2 separate regions of the Mus musculus genome follow, and region 1 is linked to region 2. The links are chromatin contacts, called in public promoter capture Hi-C maps. All regions are on one chromosome and are shown on one strand. Each heading gives the region's core, a stretch centred on a gene start, on an enhancer-like site or on the middle of the called end of the contact. The rest is flanking DNA. Distances are from core to core; before and after follow the strand shown. Region 1 holds the start of Ass1 (argininosuccinate synthetase 1). Region 2 holds the start of Kyat1 (kynurenine aminotransferase 1).

Region 1 (6,671 bases), core at 2,448-4,947, 1.3 Mb after region 2:
GGACCGAGTTTACAAGTATGAGCCACCATGAGTGGCTTGTGTGGTGCTGGGGACTGAATCCAGGGTTCCATGCATGCTAGTTGATCACTGTGCCTGAGCTACATCCTCAGGCCTGTAGCTGAAGGTATTTTATAAAACCCACCTTGTTCACTTTGGGGTCTTGCTACCTAGACAGCATTTCTTTGTCTTTTGAAACGGGGTTTCACAGTGTTGCCCTGCCCGTGCTCAAACTCAATTTTATCTGGTCTCCGTTTCCCAGGAAATGGGGACCACAGACCTATGCCACCAAACCCATCTTAGCCCACATGTTTAAAATATCATTGCCCAGAAGTCCATGTTCAACACAGGGAGCTTCCCGACTCTCAGGAGTGTCTACTTCAAGGCCTGAGCTCAGGTGGTAGTGCACTTGGCCGGGATGCACGAAGCCGTGAGTTCAATCCCCAGCACTGGCGAATGGACAAATAAATTAATGAAGTGTAGCTGGGTGATGCAGGTTGTAACTTCAACACTCAGAGGCAAAGGCAACAGAACCATGCAAATCCGAGTCCAGCCTGGGCTACGTGGAGAGTGCTAGGTTAGCCCAGAACTGTGTAATAGATCCCATTTCAACCCCATCCGCCAAGAGTATATACATTGTTGTTTCTTGGACACATCTCTAGTTTAAACTAGAGGCCTAAACTCCCCCATAGGGAAGACCACATCAGGATGTCAACTCCCACAGACTGAACCAACACATTTCATACATTTCTTGTTGCTTACACTGTAACAATTAATATTTTAAAAAATATTTTTAGGCTTTTTTTGTGTTAAGGAAAATTAAGAAGTTACAAAGAGATATAGAAACCCATCATATTCATGGACTGGAAAATGCAGTCTTGTCTGCTCGCCTAAGATGATATGTAGATTTATCTATATAGATTTGCAGGGAAGAGGGGTTTAGCCTTGGGTTTGGTTGTCAGGACCACATGCAAAGCACAACAGGTAGGGAACAGGAAGCTGGCCTCAAACTCACAAGGTAACCAAGGATGCCCTTGAACCTGATGCTCCTGCCTCTACCTCTCAAGTGTTGGGATTACAGGAGTGAACCACCCAGCTAGTCACATGATGCTAGTGATGGAGCAGGGAGCTTTGTGCATGCTGGGTAAGCTCTCTCCCAACTGAGCCCCAGCCCAGCCCAGCCCAGCCCAGCCCAGCCCAGCCCAGCCCAGCCCAGCCCAGCCCAGCCCCAGGAGACTTTTTACAGACTCTGACAGGCTGTTTCTGTTATTTTATGGAAATGCCAAGGACATGAACAAGTTAGCCAAACGGTCATTTCCTAAATTTCAAGACTCACTGTAAAGCTACTAGAATCAAGACATCGTAGAAGCAGCATGGTAAGAGATAAATAACATGACAGAACACAGGCGCAAGAAACAGACCCACACTAACACAGTCCTTTAGAGCAGTCGTAGGGGCAGTGATGAGTCACCAACTCCCCGTTTCTTTTATTTGTCCCTTAGGGGTTCACATGTGTCCCTGGTGCCCATGTGGGTGTCAAAGGACAACTTAAAGAAATGGGTTGGTCCTTAGCCTTGGTAACAAGGGCCTTCACCTGTTGAGCCATCTTGCTGGCCCATCCAAGACCTTTAAGAAGGGTGTGTGTGACCTGTTCTGGTTTGTACTTTCTGGAAGCTTCTGACCTCCTTATAGAGGAAGGGCCAGGGGACAAACTGGTTATGCAGGGAAATGAGAATGGAAATTGGAGCAAGAAAAGTCCTGTGGTCTGAGTAAACCAAAGATGTGGAGAGTGCGGGGGAGGTGAGGCTGCTCAGAAGCCAAGAGTTCAAGGCCAGCCTGGTCTACATAGCTCTTCTAGGCTAGCCAGGGATATATAGGAAAGTTGTTCTGTTTTGCTTTTTTAAATCGCTAACCTAGATTCTTAAGGAGCCCTGACCTTGTCGTAGGAAGGGGGAAAGGTGAAGTCAAAGGTCATGGTGACTCATTTCCAGGGGCAAACCCTCTTGGGTCATGTTCCACCCAATCCAGAAGTAGTTTGCAGAGTGAGGATGGGTGGGACTCAGTGTCCACCGTGAAGGTGGAGGAATGCAGAGAACATAGCTGGTCCAGGAGTCAGCTGGGCCCCTGCACTTCACCTCCACCTCTGGGGGCTCATAAGTCAACTGCTGGCAGTACTGGCCCCTCTATCCCCCTGCCTATGTGTCAGTCCTCTGGGCTGGAGTCATTTCTGTAGTAGGGGGTAAAGGTTCCCCCTGTTCGTGATTCCTGCCTGAACCAGTTCAGTTCAAACCTGAGTTAGAGCAGAGGCTTTTGGGCTTCGGGGCCCAAATTCTGCTATGCTCTGGGCATGCTGTGTGGCCTTGGGAAAGATGCACCCTCTCTCTGTGCATATATTTCATAAAGGTAAGATGGAAAGCTTCTGGGCCAGCCCTAAGAAGCCGAGTCAGCAAATGGGGACCAATGGCCTCAAAGTGGCTCAAAAGTTGCTGGCATGTTCTTTTCATTGACCTCACTAGTCTCCTGTCTGTGAGGAAGGTCCAGAGCTGGTCCAGTGACGCCCGAAGGTCAGCTGTTCTAGTGTCACTTAGCAGAGAGATGCCTCAGGCTGTCCCCTGGACGTCCGTCCCCACCTGGCTCTCTGGAGTTTCTAACCAGCATGGGCTACGTTTAGCTTGGAGGACAGGGCCAGGAGCACAAAAGAATCCTGCAGCTAAAGTTTGTAAATGTGTCTGGCACCTTCTCCCTCCTAGAAGCCCCCACAGCTGCTGTTTCTGACCTTGAACAAAAATCAGGAGACCGAGTAAGGGGCTTGGCTGGACCCCAGAGGGCACCCAGAGTCTCAGGGCAAGGCAGTAGTAAGGAAAGCTGGGTAAAACATGGGCATGGAGCCGTCTGAGGCTTGGAATCTAGGCCTGCCTGGGGGATATGATCTTGCCGTAATCCTGGGTGTTGAGGTTCACTGGGGCAGGGGCTGTCCTGTGTGTTGCAGGGCTCAGGCCAGGCTGGGAAGCCTCTGGCACGGCTTTCTGGCTCATGTGGGCCACAACCCCCGGGTTCACTTTACAAGCCAGCAGCTTCACCTCTGTGAACCTCAACCTTCCCCATCTTCTGATGGCTCAGCAGACAGCCAGGCTTTGATTCACCATTTACTGGGAGCCCACGGCGATCTGGGCAGGTGCCAGGCCAGGACGTTAAAATGGCATCCCCAGCCATCCTTGGCCAACTCGTTTGCATTTTCTTGTGAACCCTTAGCTCTGGCTTGTGGGCTAGCATCAGGGAAAGCAAGAGCCTCTGAGGGGCAGATGCTTCAGTCTTTAAATCGAGTGGGGCTACACAGCCTCTGAACCTAAGCAATTTGCATCTTCACTCCCGCCTTGCAGCGCTTTCAAGGGTTCTTGCAAGACAGCTGCGATCAGCCTTGCTAGTCACGCGGGTTCCAACCTCTGCCGCCCTCCCAGGCGCCACCAGCGGGTCAGGATCAGGGGACCTAAATTGCAAGAGCCCACGCCCGTGCGCCCCCGGGAGGTGGTGCGGGCGCCAAGGGAAGAGGGAGGGGCCAGCGGGAGAGAGCGCGGGGCCACGCCCACCCGCAGGTGGCCTCGAGCCCTGAGAGGCTCGGAGCGGGGGCCGGGCCCGAGGGCGGGGCCTTTCTCGCGCCCGTCCCCACGTGTCCCAGGTTCCTGCCCCCCCCAGGCCCTGTGCTTATAACCCTGGATGCGCGCCTCTCTCAGCCCTGCTCCGCCGTCTGCCACTGCCGCCTGGGCTCACTGGTAAGAAGTTCCGGGCCCTTCTTGGTCCCCACTCTCTATCCAGGGTCTCATGACCAAGGAATCCCAGAGGGAGCGAGCAGCTGCAGGGGGTGGGCTCAGGGCAGCCCCCGAGTGACCGCGCAGTTAGTGGAAGGAAGGAGGCTGATGTCCGGGGCGCTGTGACGCACACGTTCCTCCTGCCTAGGGAACCCATGTAGGAGAACGGGTCCCAAGGTCTCCGGAGCAGGAGGACTATGGAGGTCCCCCTCTGGTTTTTCACGATCCTCTGTGTGCTGCGAAGGCTCCAAGTAGAGTCCCGGAGAGTCCAGAGGGTTGGGGGCTTCCGAATCCCTCTCCCTGGATCAGATTCGCCGATCTATGTTCAGGCTTGTTTCTCAAAGTAAGCAAAAGGTCCAGCCCCTCTTTGCCCTTAGGGGCTTGGGCGTGTGCCTTTCTCCTGAGTGTGACAGTACCCTGCTCTGGTGGACACGCGAACCCTGCCTACCCGTCCCGGGTCCTTCCTAGGCTGTGACTGGTTTCTCTTCTCCGTAGGGTGCAATGCCAGGCTCAGTCTGGGTGGGGCTTCTAGACAGGTTTCCTGCTAGCTGGCTGGCTCTTTGGGAGGAGCCCCTTCGCAGGAAATGTCTGTTTCTGGCTTGTTAACGGCTTGGGCCCTTCTCTGGAAGGCAGGCTAACCGAGAAATCGAGGGAAATCTTCTCCAGGAGAACTAACCGCGCTCTCAGTATTCCCCTCTGTGAAGTGGGTCTGTCAGGCTGTCTGCAAGTGCAGCTGGCAGGAGCAGACCTGCCCTTTCCCCAGGGGTAGAGTAGGAAAACCCTTCCTTTGATCCCTCGCTTTGCGGCTCCTCCACCTGGCAGGTGACCCCTGACGTCAGCCTCCCAGCTCCAGGGCTGCCAGCCTTGTGCCTGGACTCAGAACTCTTGCTGTCCAAGAGTTCAAGTTCAGTGAGCTGTTTTGAGAACTGTGGCCAGGGTCTGCCCACTTGCTCACTGGGTCTGGGATGAAGACCTGAAAAGACAGGGTCCCGTCCCCCCCCCCCCCCCGCAACCCTCCCCAGCCACCTACTCCCCCACTCCTCCACCCCCTCCCCCGCCCCAGACAAGGCTTTCAGAAGGAAGAAGACAGTGGAGAAACCTAAGAGCTGGGCTGGGCAGAGACTGGAATAGCCTCCATTTCAAACTCCCCCTACCCTCTCCCCCTCCCACCATAAACCAGCCAAGTCTGGGAGCATTGGAAGGGCCTCAGGGCTGCCCAAGGAATTCTGACTTTACCCAGTGCCCATGGAGTCCATAAATGAAGGGCAACTTCTGTCCACTACCCACCTCCTCCACGCACATAGTAGGACAGAACAGCTCTTAGCACCCTTGGTCAAGTGTGCCCCTCACCCCAGCTGCCTGCCTGCTCTGAGCTGAGGAAGTCAGACACTCCAGGAGCCTTGGGGTGGAGCCACGCCCCGGCCCACCTGCTGCATTTTCTCAGGGCCCATCTCATTGACCTTGGACGCCCCTAGGTCAGCCAGATCCCTCCACCAGGCTGTGAACACACTGCTTCTGGAGTGAGTGCCTTCCTTGCGGGCAGCCCTGCAGGAAGAGATACCTTGCTGAACTCTGGGTCTGAGGCATCGGTTTTCACTGAAGGTTTTGGGCAGAGTTCACTTCCCAGGACCTGGCTCCCTGTTCTTTTGAGGCTGGTTCCTCCCTAGACCTGGAAAATGGCTGGGCACCCAGAGCCTCAGTTGGTAGCATTAATGAGTGGACTGGTGTGTTCTTCTAGTGTTACTGGAGCTGTTAGCATCAGAGCACGGGCTCTGGCTGTCCCTGAAAAGCTGTGCTCTGCTAGCTTCCCCCCTCCCACCCCTTAGCCCAGTTAAAGAGACAGGTAAAAGGCAGATGAAGGACATGTAGTCTGTATAGCTACACCAGGAAGAGGAACAGAGGACACTACCCCAAGCCCACCTTTGGCATCCTGACACGAGGTTTAGGTTTTAACAAGGCAAGCGCCACCAGGAATTGCTCAAGAATGCAATCCCGTTCAAGGTGTGGCCCGGCCATCATTATCTTAGCTAAGTGGTCAGAACTGTGTGACATCGGCTCTTGGTTTGTTTGCTTATTTATTTTTGAGACAAGGTCTCACTATGTGGTCCTGGCTGGTCTGGAACCAGGCTGGCCCCAAACCCACAGAGATCTCCCTGCCTCTGCCATCCAAGTGCCGAGATTAAAGGTGTGCACTACCATGTCTGGCCTCTTGGGAGAAACGTTCCTTCCCTCAGTCTCCCCAGAGCTCCAGGTTTTTCCTTCCCCAGCTTGGGAAGTTCCTGGGAATTCCGTTGTTTCAGTAGTCAAAGGGACTACACGTGTCTTCAGGCCTTCCAGAACAGCTACACTAGATAAAGGTTTGAGTCTCTCACCAGAAATTGGTAAAACCCGCTTAGTCTCCCTCCTTGCCTCCTTCGGGCATGAAGATCAGAAACCCGTCAATCAAATATAAACAGGCTAGATCCAGTAGGAGGATGGTGCGCCTCCTGCTGTTCAATATTGGTATTGCAGTCTAGTTTTATCAGACATGAAACTGCAGAAGGGAACTGAGAGTCATCTCAGGGGTCTTCTGGGCCAGGTCTGGTCAGGGTTTTAAAAGAACAGTAGTAACAGACCAATTAGAACTGAGTAATCATGACAGCAGATAGAGCCGGGGTGGAGGAACAACCCAGGTAGCTGTCTGTAGTCTGGTGACTCGTCACCAAGACAGGAAGCAAAGGGCAAAAAACCCCTAAGAACCAGGGAGTGACTGTAGTCAGCCTGGGCTCATGTTAGTTAGCAAGGTAGGTGACACTCTCTGTGGCATCAGCCAAAGCCAACAGGCCAGTGAAACACCTAACCGCCCAGCCAAAGTACTCCCCAGGCCCA
Region 2 (6,360 bases), core at 1,472-3,971:
GCTGTATTTACTCTAGATGGAGTGCAGAGCCAACTCAGGCTGGCCTCAGGAGTTGCCTGAGCTCTGAGTCTGCAGTTTCCATGTTTCCTTTTCTTTAGGATGAACAGAGAATAAAGGCTCTGGACAAGCCAAAATAACAGAACAAAACTCTCCCTTTTGCCAGGCAGTGGTGGTGCACACCTTTAATCCCAGCTATTCAGAAGCAGAGACAGATGGACCTCTGATTTTGAGGCTAGCCTGACCTACAAGCAAGTTGCAGGATAGCCAGGAACAGAGAAACCTTGTCTGGAAAAGCCAAAAAATAAAGAATAAAGTTGTGGTGCTGGAGACAGCTCAGTGGTTTCTCTGCCACAGGACTCAGGTTTGACTCCCAGCAGCAACATAACTCCAAGCCCAGGGAGCCAACACCCCCTTCTGGCCTACATAGGTACTGCATACACACGAACAGACATGCATTTAGGCAAAATAACCACACACCTATTTTTTTTTTTTTTTAAGGCACCGGGTACTGTGGTCTATGCCTTTAATCCCACACTCAGCAGGCAGAGGCAGGGCGATCTCTGTGAGTTTGAGGTCAGTCTGATCTTCACGGGGACCTGGCATTCAAGGCAAAGTAGTTTGTTCCAGTTGGACGCTCTGGTCCCTTGAAGAATGTTCACATTTTCTCTGCCAGGAAACGGCCACTCACTGACACAACACTACCCACGGTGCCCAATGAATTGGGACGGGAGAAGCTTGGTTAAGACCTGTCCCCATTTCATGACAAGGAAAAAAAACCCTGAAGTTTGGCCTTAGATGTAATGGTCCCAGCTCCAATATTGCACTAGCTATGGAACATGGGTTGTCTTGACTTAGTTTATCCATCTGTAGAATGAGTACAGCAGGTCCAAGAGAGCCGGCCCTGCTCTAACAGTGTGCTCTTTGCTAACCCCTTAGGACCTGAAGGGAGGCTGGGCAGGCATGCTACACACTTCTCTGTCACAATCTTGGAGAATTCCCCCTCTAACTTCACCCAGTCTGGTTCCTTGTACTATACAAAAGTTTTCAACACGGGCTGGTGAAATGGCTCAGCGGGTAAGAGCACTGGCTGCTCTTTCGAAGGTCCTGAGTTCAAATCCCAGCAACCACATGGTGGCTCAACCACCCATAATGAGATCTGATGCCCCCTTCTGATGCATCTGAAGACAGCTACAGTGTACTTTTTATAATAATAAATAAATCTTTGGGCTGGAGCGAGCAGAGGTCCTAAATTCAATTCCAACAACCACAAGAAGATTCACAACCATCTGTACAGCTACATAAAATAAATAAAATAAATCTTAAAAAAAAAAGTTTTCAGGGCTGGAGAGATGGCTCAGCGGTTAAGAGCACTGACTGCTCTTCCAAAGGTCGTGAATTCAAATCCCAGCAACCATATGGTGGCTCACAACCATCTGTAATGCAATCTGATGCCTTCTTCTGAAGACAGCTACAGTGTACTTAGATATAATAATAAATAAATCTTAAAAAAAAAAGTTTTCAGCACAGGAACTGACTGCCAGGTTGTCTGTTGCTCTCACAGAAACATAGGGTGGAAACAGTGTCCTGTTGGCTGTGAGACCCTGAGCTCCCTACTAGGTCGACTACACAGGAGATCCAAAAATTAGTGCTAAGGCTCCCAGGAAGCAGAGGGAGAGACCTGGTGTCTTCAAACCCTCCTGCGGGTGGGAGGGGAGTGAACATCTGTGGGAATCCTTTTCCAAACTCTGTGCCTCACCCATTGGTAAACAGAACTGGTGTGTATAAAACGGTGAACCCACCAGCGGGGCCACCTGGTGTCTACCATTGTGGTCACATTTGTTCATAGATGATACTCCAGGTCTATGGAGGACTGTAAGCCTTGGAGTCCACCTACGCGGGACAGCCCTGTTCTCTTTCGTTCACCCTCTCTTTCAGCCTCTTTCAGCCCCATTTTTCCTGCAGGTCATGTGGCATGTCTGTGATATGCCTGGTAGAACATGGGTTTTGCACATCTGACCATAGCAGGCTTCAGTAGGACTGAAGGCTATTCTTTCTGTCCCATTAACTTAAAAAATATTATTATTATTATTATTATTATTATTATTATTTTAACCTAAGTTATCTTGGAAGTTGTCCCACATTAGTACATGAATCCAATTGCCGTGCAGCCCGGGAACCGACAGAACCCAGAAGGACCCACAGAGACTATTGGCGCTAGCTCTGCAGGCAATTCTCCGTTAGCGCAGTCTGCATCTTCTTGGCCAGGACTACCTTGGGAGAGTGGACGTGGGTGCAGAGAGAACTAGTCTAACTGGTTCTGTGACTGAGTGTAGAGCTGCCAAGACCGCGTGTGCAAGTTTTTCTCAGGGGATAGATCCTTCTTTCAGAGAAGCTACACATCACATACAAACAGGAGCACATGGATCAAAGAGCTACAGCACTCGCAAACCTTAGCTAACTTCAACACACGATCTAGATGAAACCCCGCACGGCAACCAGGAACTGACCTGCTTCAGCAAACAATAGCGCTGCTCTGTCCAATAACCCGCGACCCCAAACGTATTCCCAAGGTTGCAGAAGTCTGTTCCTTTAAAGAGGCCGAGCCCTAGATGGGCTACTTCCGCCCAGATGCAGCTTAGCTCAAGAGAACTGTCAGAAGCAGTGCGAAGCTCTGTGTGCCCTTTAAAGACTGGGCGACAGCCTAGGATCCCCAAGCATTTGCGCTCGGTGACATCACTTCCGGGGCGGAGACCTAAGAAGCGGTACAAACAAAACAAGGAGCCAAAGACCCACGGCGCGACTGGCTGTGGGTAGCCAGACCCAGGACTAGGGCTGCCTGCGTGGCGGCCGAGAACAGCGGGCCTTGGTGAGTGGGTCGAGTATGGAAAGGGACGCGCTGTCACCTCCCTGAATCCAATGACGCGGGCCCGACCTCCGCTCGCACCTCTCACCCGAGTTTCCGCCGCGGTCCCTGCAGATCCACGCCCCTCCGCGCACGTGCACCTTCCCAGAGGTTCCACCCGGGCTCCCCTAGTACTTGGTGCCGAACTCTTTCCTTGAACCCCTCCCTCTTTCTGATCTGCGGGACTATTCCCTGGTCTTTGGAATCTCAGGCTGGAAAAGACCGATTCTCCTATTGGTTTAGCCCGTCGCATGTATGCATTGGGCAGGAGTGACAGATCTAGGGAGGTGAGGTTGGAAGAGCTGGAGGTCAGCAATGACGCGTCCAGGCTGAAGGAACACAGCTTGGGAAGCCAGGGGACAATGAAATTGGAAGCTAAATTGAGAAGGAAAGAATGGAGGACCTGAAAGTTTCAAAGACCTTCTGCCTTGGAAAGGTGGCAGCAAAACCTTCAACCCCTGCTGACTGTTCTGCTCTCTGGAGCACACAGACTAGCAGACAGCGCAGGAGGAAGGGCAGGAGGTCTGCTTCTTGTGCTGGGGACGGAGGATAAGGAGGATAAGAGTATGTTCCGAGGCTTGGGACAGTGGAAGTGACCTGGCCACACAGTTGGTGAAGGTTAGGTTCCCCTGTGGCAGTCCAGGGGAAGCAGGGACTGGAGGCTAGTGTTGTGAGGAGATACTGGGGTGGCTTGACTCCCTGCTTTCCCAGTTCCATAGCTTGTTTGGGTTTTGGGTGTTGACTCTGGACCTTCTTGTCTCCCAGGGTCTGTAGAGGACAAGGCAGGAGACCAAGAGACGTTTGTGACCCACCACCTCCCCAGTGGTTTTCGTCTGCTGAGGACACCTGCTACAGAGCAGTTTCGTTACACTTCAGTGGCCTTTGTAGAGAGTGGGGGCTTCTGGGATTGCCCTGTGAATCAGGAATCCGGGCAGGTGGCTGGGTTTTTGACTTGCTGCTTGAAGGAGCTTCAAGGGAGGAAGCAAAAATGATTGCAGGTTTTGTGGGGGGACCGCAGAGGAACCTAGGTGGGATACATATACTAACCTCTTTGCCATCCCTGGGCTCTTTCACCTGCCCTGTCTTTATGGTTGGCCTTGGACTGGGACTTATGTTGGGAAATGTGTCCTTGGCCTCCTCAGCACTGCAGTCTGAGAGGAGACAGACATCAGGAATAGAAGCTGAGGGTTGAGCATTGTTAGGACAGCCCCATGGTAGTCCAGAGGAGAAGGTACCCACATGGACGATGTTGCCTGAGGTACACTTCCGGAAGTGGGATCCTGGAGGAGCAGGCGAGCCTGCAGCCTCAGTTCTGGCTCTTTAACCATGAACAAGTAGTGGCTCAGTTTCAGCCAGGTGTCTGGATCCCGGCTGAGGAGACAGTGCAGAGGTGGCCTGGACAGCGTCTGCACCTTTCTGGCTCTAGGTGCTTTACTGCTAGACACCCGTGTTGGCTTCTGTGTTCTTGTATTGACCTCCTGGCACAAATTGACCCCACCCCCAGGTGTGACATGTTCTAGATCCCTCTTAGACCCATTCAGGTCCCAGCAAGTGTCACCCCATTCCCAGTGACCTCCTGACAGTACTTTGGCTTTCCCTGTGGCTGGGCCACACTCCCAACTCAGACTGCTTTTGCTGTCCCTTCCAAGTCTCCAGTGGGATCTACACTTGTCTCTGGGTGAAGTGACGAATAGATTGCTGCCTGTGCGGTGTCTCACTAAGTATTTGCTTACTCTGGAGAGTGTACCACTGATTTTAAGTGGAAGTCCTTGTATGGCCTGGTCCTCCCTGACACTCCTTTCTTGTTCCTTCTCTCCTCCAGGGCTAACATTCTCTGGATGGCACCTCTGTCTCCTGCCAGGAAACACGCCCTCTGCTTCCTGCCTGGATCTCTCTCACCACTGTTCCTGCTCTAGGGACACTTACCCATGTTCTCTTACTCCTCTAGAACCCTCCACTGACCCCTTTGGTCTGGGTGTAAGTTTGGTCCCTGAATCCCCAGCAGGGTCTGGCTTCCAGACTGCAGAATTTGCCATGGGGACTCCTCATGACAGCCAAGGTCTGTGGGGCAGGCATCATGCCCAGTAGTTTCTGTTGCCCTGTCTACAGCCTCAGACAGCACTTTCATTAGCACCAATTGGAGGCTGGTACCTCAGAGTCCCACAAGAACCTGCTGAGAGCAGCACTCGCTGTCTTCCAGTGTCACGGCATCCGTGGGGTTTGAGGGATGTCAGGACCCTGGAGAGATGGCCGGGGCAGCCTCAGCAAGGACAGCCACATGCAGCTAGAGAGCAGTCATCTAGGGGTAAGGGTTGCTCAGCCTCACCGGAGGCAAAGGCCAGAAGCCCGGTCTTCTCTGTCCCATGCAGTGACAGATGATGCTCTGCAGTGCACCAGGCAGTGGAGTGCTATCTGTCAGCTATGTTTTCAGTCTAGGGCTTTGAAACTAGGTAACAGTTTTGTTGCCCTCATCTCAGACCTATCAGTGTGTGTTGCTGAAGGCTGCTGTTGAAGCACTGGTAAACAGCCTCTGCTCCTGCTGGTCAGAAAGTTCTGCTACGATGGGTTTGTTGCTGTTTTCTTTTTTCTTTTTTTTTTTTTTTCTTTTTTTCAGTTTTGTGAGACAGGCAGGGCTTTCCTCAGGGTAGCGCTCAGGGTGGCCTGGATCTAGCTTCCCACACAGCGGCTATGTGCTGGGATCGCAGGCACTTCACTGATTTACAGTGTCGCCTTGTGCTGCAGGGCTTCTTGTGCTTTGGGTGCACGGGCCTCGAGTGTGAGAAGAAGCTGGCAAGGCGGGAAGCCTCACGAGCACTTGGTGGCGTGCATGTGTGGAGGCCAGGGACCTTTGCTGCACTTGGAAAGGGGACCCAAGTCAGAAAGTGAACAATTTCAGTCTCGGTGTCTATTCAGACCTGGGTAGAGTCACAGTTGCTACATGCTCAATTACCAGCACTGGAGTTCTCTAAAATTCAGCTTAAACATCTTTTCTTTATTTTCCAAAAGGGATCTTTTAGGTTGTCATATTTGTTTGTTTGTTCGTTTGTTTGTTTATTGAGCTGATCACACCATGTAGCCCTGGCTCACCTTGCACTCACAGAGACCCAGTTGCTCAGGCCCCACATGCTGGGATTAAAGCCTGGCCCAGCAAGCCCAGCACATCCTCATCTTTCTAGAGCATAAGCTTGGCACCCAGCTCCCTTTAGGATGTTTTGAGAATACACTTCTGTAGGAGAGGCACTTACAGTGCTCGCCCAGGCTCCAAACCCAGAACTCTGACGGAGCAAAACTTAATTCTCTGGGGCCAGCAAAAAGGGGAGGAAAACACACACACATACACACACACACACACACACACACACAAACACACACACTTGTGGATGAAGCAAGGCTCCAACAACTTTATTTTTCCCCTTACAGCTTATACATCCCAGCAAAATCCTACAAGCAATATAAAA

What was found. Promoter capture Hi-C pulls out the DNA fragments that hold promoters and counts their contacts.
Region 1: a promoter capture Hi-C map of liver shows a contact between it and region 2, with 2.0 times the contacts expected there. The contact joins the promoter of Ass1 here to the promoter of Kyat1 in region 2. A contact is called at or near these places in 2 of 39 promoter capture datasets (liver and pre-B cells).

The regions. Positions count from the first base shown.
Region 1 is chr2:31,466,573-31,473,243 of GRCm38.p6, forward strand. It overlaps Ass1 (argininosuccinate synthetase 1), which reads left to right and starts at 3,698. Exons shown (of 16, transcript NM_007494.3): 1 at 3,698-3,767.
Region 2 is chr2:30,203,126-30,209,485 of GRCm38.p6, forward strand. It overlaps Kyat1 (kynurenine aminotransferase 1), which reads right to left and starts at 2,722. Exons shown (of 13, transcript NM_001356474.1): 1 at 2,508-2,722. Gm31201 (a long non-coding RNA gene) reads left to right here and starts at 2,724. Exons shown (of 2, transcript XR_374214.4): 1 at 2,724-2,866; 2 at 4,725-6,360.